Regions from separate parts of the Mus musculus genome. Here region 1 is linked to region 2. A link is a contact called in public HiChIP or PLAC-seq data. All regions are on one chromosome and are shown on one strand. The core of a region is the stretch at or near the end of the contact, and the rest is flanking DNA. Distances in the headings are between cores, read along the strand shown.

The links. HiChIP or PLAC-seq counts read pairs in DNA pulled down with a chosen protein or histone mark.
Region 1: an H3K4me3 HiChIP or PLAC-seq map of embryonic limb bud shows a contact between it and region 2, with 6 times the contacts expected there. The contact joins two enhancer-like sites. A contact is called at or near these places in 9 of 115 datasets of contacts at active chromatin or transcription factors (craniofacial prominence, embryonic forebrain, embryonic limb bud and 5 more).

What each region holds. Positions count from the first base shown.
Region 1 is chr6:52,052,406-52,055,851 of GRCm38.p6, reverse strand. No RefSeq gene overlaps it. Among named protein-coding and RNA genes, the nearest start is that of Skap2, 42 kb to the right of the region's middle. Within about 2 kb of position 2,106, at least 1 of the 459 cell types and tissues checked has an H3K27ac peak or open chromatin away from gene starts, as enhancers often do. A contact at or near this core is called in embryonic limb bud, where this site is marked.
Region 2 is chr6:51,171,752-51,175,000 of GRCm38.p6, reverse strand. No RefSeq gene overlaps it. Among named protein-coding and RNA genes, the nearest start is that of Gm32328, 6.9 kb to the right of the region's middle. Within about 2 kb of position 1,565, at least 182 of the 459 cell types and tissues checked have an H3K27ac peak or open chromatin away from gene starts, as enhancers often do. A contact at or near this core is called in embryonic limb bud, where this site is marked.

The sequences.
Region 1 (3,446 bases), core at 857-3,356, 880 kb before region 2:
TGCTGAGAATTTGTGTTACTCATGTTTGTGTCTCCAGTGTGGAGTCAGTACCGCATAGGAATCCGTAAAATACTTGAAGAATGAATGAATACTCACCTTGTTCTGATGGTAAAGACGGCCGTGTGACGTACAAATGCAAATCTGGTTAATGGCAGCCACTGGAGTCTCCTTCCTGGTAAGGAGATGTTCCCTTTTCTGGACACGTTGAATATTTTCTACAGTGGCCTTCTATGTCCTTGTCCTTACCTATGCTACCCAGCCAGAGGAACCACCACCACACCACCACACCACCACCCCTTTTATTTTCTATTTCCAGGGAAAGAGAAGTCTCCTTTCTCATGAAGATCTGTGTCTCATTTAAAAGGTTTATCTAATCTACTTTTTTGATTAAGCTTTCCAATTGAAGGTGCCAAGAACACTCAGTCTTTATAACATAAGAATAGTGAATGAAACACGAAGACATTCATACAGAACTGGGAAGAGCCTTGGATGTCAGGCAAGTGGAGCAGAGCGAAGTCTGACTATTACTATTTTATGTACAGCTCTATGTCTGTGTACCAACTTCATACTTGGTTCCTGCAAAGGCCAGAGAAGGCCATCAAAATCCCCTGGGACTGGAGTTGCCATGTGGGTGCTGGGATTAAATTCCTGGTCCTCTGGAAAAGTAGTCAGTACTCATAACCACTGAGCCATCTCTCCAGCTCCACCCAGGGTACTTTTAGCTGCGTGGAAGGTCGATAGATCTACAGAACACCACTCCCTCTTGGAAGCGGCATCCTGGATTTTACTTTTTTTGACAGATAAAATTGAGTTATAGCTGTGAGAATCTGAGAGCAACAGTGGCATCATCCTTCAGGAAAGCCATCCTTTCAGCTGTACTGGCTGAGGTTCGTCAGTTAATTTACTCCACCAGTAAAGCAACTGTTAGACTTTTATAAACTTTCTGTTTTATAAACACTACGTCTACTTAGGCCTGAACTTTAAACAGTCGGAGAAAAAGGAATAAAAATTCAACAAGGTTTGCATCAAAATCCTGAGTCTCATCCTAACAAAACCCCAGAGCAGGGCAGCACGGCAAGTTTCAGGTGTTCAATCAATGCCCTTCAAATAAATGGATGAAAATCTAAAGTTGTGAATGAGATCAATGAAGCTGTGATCACTAACTGTCCCTGAAGATCTGTCTGTCGCGAGCCTCTGACTGCCGACTTTAAGTATGGATTTTTGTACTAGTATTAAGGAATAAGAAGGTGTGATTTTTCTTTTGAAGTCACTTAGTCCTTTGCCCCCTACAGGATTGTACATGTCACCTCAACAGCTTGTCGCCTACCCATAAATGTTTGGTGGAAGAGAGAGCTTCTGGTTCTTATATGTTCCTAAGTGCCAACATCGTACTAAAAACAACCCTGCTGGACCACCGCAATGTATAGATTTAAAGTGTTCTGTAATGCGTTACGACTTAACATATGTAGCTTTGCCTCCAACATCTGTATCCTGATTTGTAGTCTAATAAACCTCCCTGCTGCAGATGGCGGGTGCATGGTTGTTCCGAGGTGCAATGCATCAACGCAGCATTTCTAAACACAAAGCAATAATGTATTCAATTAAGGGAGGAAATAAAACATCAGGCTGTTTCTTATAATAAATCTTTTACTAAAGCTTCCACCGTCATATGTTTGCTGAGGAAATAATACATGCCATTCAGACTAAGGGTTATTGTAGCCTGCTGAGGGAAACATGAAATTCTGGAGGCTTCAGCAGTACTGGGAAACCCCTGAAACATGGGAAGTGTACAAATTAGAAAAGGGTGTACTATGTGACTAATGATACCTCCTGGGATACCTTTGCAACCCATATTTACTGTTATGATCGCTGGCTTCATTTAAGCTACAGGAGTTGAAAAGCAATCCCCCTGTACTGGAGGAACACCTCTGTGCTCATTAGATGTGGTTGTAACTTAAGCTCTAAAGGCTTTCTTCTTCACTGTCATTCTTCATACTTCTGGAAATGTGGTGCTTGAACTTCGAATAAAAGTGGTCCATAGCATGACCATGTAAGCTGCAGCTCCCGGAAGGCACGCTCACACCTCTACATCTGTAGCCGGCTCTGGGACTGAACAGAGACTTAATTCACCCCAGATGTTGCCCAAAAGAAAGTTCTGGAGTAAGGCTGCCAGTCTTAGGCGTTTCTAGCCACTATGGCCCAGGCAAGGGTATGGATCTTCAGCCCAGAGTCCCTAGCTTTTTGTTGGAGACTTTTCATCTAGTATGCCAAGAAAAAAAATATTGCTGGATCCCATAAAGTCAGTCCCCAAAACCCCCACCCTCGGTGGAAAACAGCGGCTACTTGACATCATTTGGATAGATGATTCTAGGTCTTTCTGTCATAAACATGTCAAAGAAAAATATTGTTCTGCTGTCTTCAGACTACATTATTCCCTTGTACTGTAAGAAAGCTTACATAACAATTTCTTTGGAAAAAAAAAAAAACCAAAACACTGTATATGTAATGGCTTGTGTTGCTGATCGCCAGAATAGCCTTTGATAGATTAACACAATCAGGCAGCATGTTTATTTCTAATGATACTGTGTTTTGTTTGCTTTTTTTTTTTTTTTTTTTGGTAGAGTCTCATGTAGCTCTGGATGGTCTTGAACTTTCTGCGTAGTTAAGCATAACCTTGAGTTTGTGATCCTTCGACCTTCACCTCCCAAGTGGTGGGGTCACAGGTGTGAGCCACCTGCTCAACTTTGATACTTTTACTCTGCAGTAATACTCTTCTTTACTTAGCTTCAGGTTTTATTAGCCAGTCCCCTGTTCTTCGGGGAAGGACGCTTGGTGTAATGTCAGTGTCCTTTATCATGTGAAATGCTTAATTTCAGGCTCTGCGAATGGGGAAAGCTCAGTCATCAAGCAGTGTAGACTTTAGTCTCATGTTAACCCATCTGTAGCCTCCCTTCTTTTGGTCTCTCAGGCTCAGACCTCTTTTGGGGACTGGCTAGAGTCATCTTCTTGATATGTGAGGTAAATCTAGTATGTGAGATGGCTAGTCTGCACAGTGGAGGCTTCTCTGACATTGCGGCTTCTCGGCTGTAGTCGCAGACGGGCCTCTGCAGGCCCACTGTGCCTTATGAACCATGGTGTTCTCTCTGGAGGGAGACCATTTCCTATTATGTCAGAGCAGATACAGAAAACAGCCTGTCTGGGCTCAGTTGGGATAACTATTCATAAAAATCGCAACTTAATAAGGATATCTTCAATATTTATTAAGGGAAAAATGTGAAAAGAGTCATATGAAAGATAGCTTTGACCTTTGCAAAACTACTGTTAAAGACATTGTTCACTGAATATTAAATAATTGATCAGAAATGCATCCATCCAACAGCCTTTTAAAACCTGTCTCCTGACAACCTGATGTGTTTCTTGGCTAAATGTTGGAATCTATGCCATGC
Region 2 (3,249 bases), core at 316-2,815:
TGACATTCACTTAGCTTGACACAGCTAAGACTGGGACTTAAAGTGAGCCCCCTGGGGACCTAAGGCAGACCCTTTTCTGGCCCCATCGCTTCTGTGTTCCTCCTCGCGCACCTGGCCAGTCCTGCACAGTGGCCCAGGTCCAGAATTCGCCATCAGGAGACGCAAGCCCGCCTGGGTTTAAACCCGGCTCTGCTACCGGAAGTCATTTGATAAATCTCAGGCTGGCATTTCTAATCTTTGCGGCTCCTCAGTTTTGCAAATCTTTAAACAAGCTGTAACCTCCTTCAAACAGCGCGCCAGACAGACAACCCCCAGGGTCAGACAGAATGCATCTGCACTCCACTTCCTCCAAGGTCAGGCCCGCACCTCTTCCAGCACCTTTCTGTCTGCTGATTCCCGTGCACTCATCCCGCAGCCCAAAACCCAGGAATGTCTCCCACCCTGGAGGCCCAGGTCTGAGCACAGGAGACTCATCGAGCCCCTGGGGGCAGACCAGGGGGAGAGTACCCTCCGGGCAAGATCAGCGAGGTGGGGGTTGGTCGAGTGATTTATGGTGCTTATCAACGTTTTAGGAAGCAGAAATTAACCTGAGGAGGATTAGGCCCCGAGCTTTGAAGTGCGTTGTTTTGTTTTCCTCCCGTCCACTCCCAGGATCAAACAGTTCCTGTTCCTTCCATCGCTCTCCTCCTACTCCGGTTGTCTCTTCTCCCCTCGCCTATGCCCTAACAAGCCCTTTTGCATTGTTTTTCTTAATTTCAAATAGAAATCTTTTGACACTAGCTACCGAGTTCCTGTCAGTGGTCTAGAAACAGAAAGACCCCTCCCCCATCCCTGTCCTCCGGGAATAGTGTTTAACGTTTGAACATCCACTTTCTGTTTGGGAGATCAGAGGTAGCAAATCTGTAACTCTTCTTTTCTTTGGCACTTTCTTCCCATCCAAAGCCCTTAGCCTAGTCCCCCAGGGAGGCTGGCCTTCCCGGGAAGAGGGCTAGGTTGAGGTGCTTGGCCTTCATCTCTGGGCGAGTGCTAACTTCGCTTAGCTCATCACACCTCCGGGTAGTGCGGATTCCTGGATGGTCCTCTTAGCTCTCCAGTCTTCCAGGGCCCGGGACTGTGGGGTGCTCTTTCCACGCTGCTCTTTATTCCCCCCTCCCCGACATTCAAGCTTCCGAGCGGAATCGTCTCCCGCAGTTCTTTCCCGGAGGCGCTAGTTGAAAATGCAATTTCCTTGGGGGGGTGGGGGTGGGGGGAGAGTGGAGAGGCAGGGGGTGTGGTCCGGCTGAGAGTAAAACAGAAACTCGGTTTGTTTGGGGTTCTGAAACCATCCATGTTTTATTGCATCCGCCTCAGAGTCAACTAAGACTTAATGAGCATCCAGGCGGGAAAAGCACAAGGAGATTTGCTCGGTGCTCGGGAGGGGACCTGAGTGAGGGGAGTCTGTTTACTTTCTCTTGCAACTAGAGGTTGCAACATCTTCCCCAAATGGCTCCTTCTAGTGCCGGGGGTATAGACAGGCAAGTCAAAAGGCATCAGGTTTCAGCTCTCTGAGTAATCCAAGATCATTCAGCCAAGAAGACCTTCGAAGTTGGCCCTGTCTACAGCTTGTAATGAAAAGGGTAATCTGTCGTGTAATGAAAAACAGTACCCACAAAACAAACCAGTCTCCGACGGCCTTCCACCTCGCACCACTCTACCCTAAAACCCGCCAGTGACAAATATTACTATCCAGTTCCACCCCCAAAAGAGGAAGCAGTAGATCTTCCTCTTAATAACTTCCCAAAGTGTTACAAATAATAAAAGGGGCGCATAAATCATCGCCCAAGCGACTCAATGCGGACCACGAAGGATTTACTTCTCTTGAGCCTTAGCTTCCAATCGCTCTCTCATTGGTTTATTTCTCGAAGTCCGCCCCCAGATCCATGCTCTTATTGGTCAATATGGCAGGGTGACGAGTAGAAAGGGCGTGGGGTTGGTGGGAGGCTGGATTTTTCCAGTGCGCAAGCGTTCTAGGGTGTGCGGGTGTGATTGACAGCCAGGGGGAAACAAGTGCGCGTGCGTGGATGAGTGAGCCAGTCAGAGACACACAGAGACAGAGACACACAGAGACAGAGACACATAGAAAAAAGAAAGAGGGAGAGGGATGGAGAGAGAAAGAGAGAGAGAGAGAGAGAGAGAGAGAAAGGAAGGGGGGGAGAGAAAGAAAGAAATGAGGTGTAAGGAGAAGGAAGAGAGCTAAGGTGAAAGAGACCTATGGCGAGGTGGTGGGTGCTGACACTGGTGGGGTGCAGTCCTAGCTGCAGGCATTTCCCGCTGAGTCAGATTGTTGTGCCCGGTCCTCCACAGATCCTCTAGGAGGGCCTGGAAGGGATTCACTGAGGACGGTCTTCACCAGGCTAACTGTTGGTAGGGAGTAAAGAGAAATAGGAGGCTTGCTTTCCTCTAGGAATCCACTTAAAATCGCCAGAAGTTTATTTTTATAGCCGTGTTATTCGTGCATTTCCGGAAAAGCACACAATTCAAGCCCTCAATGTCCCAGGTATCGTAGTCCTAGGCACTCCACTAATAGCCAGCATCACTCCAGCCCTGTGTGGCTTCTCACAAACACATCTGCCACAGCTCTCTAAGCGGCTTGTAATCGAAGAGGCCCGAGAAAAAGACACACTGTAAGAGTGCTTGGGTGGAAGGAAAAAAAATAAATAAAGAGGAAAAAAATACGTAAAGGAAGAAAATTAGAAAAGTGCAGCCACTAAAGAATAGTGACAGAAAAAAAACCAAACAAACAAATAAACAAACAAAACTACCCGCCCCATCCCCAAACATACGTACAAACAAAAAGACAAAACCGCGGAAGGACAAGTCCGCTCACTACTGAGTGGAAAATTTGGAAATCATTCCAGGACCGGCTTTATACAGAAGGATCAAACCCGGTTTGTGTAGATGCCTGTTAACGCCTGCTACAAAATTCTTGAGAGGCGAGGGCCGGTGTCTGCAGCTGCAGCCGCTGGGCCGCTGCCCGCTTGCATCCAAATTCCAGCGTCTGGAAGCGAGAGGCCCGGATTGTTTCCTCACTCCGGCCGGCCGCGGATTCCTTCCTGCACGTATTTTAGGGCAATAATAAACGCCTTGTGAAGCTGGGCATGTTTTAAATTACAATATTCCTGGAAGATCTAGTCGAGAATCTAAGTGTTTGGCTTTACGAATTTCTAAATTTAAAACTGTCCATGACTTCTTCACAGGCCCTACAGATTT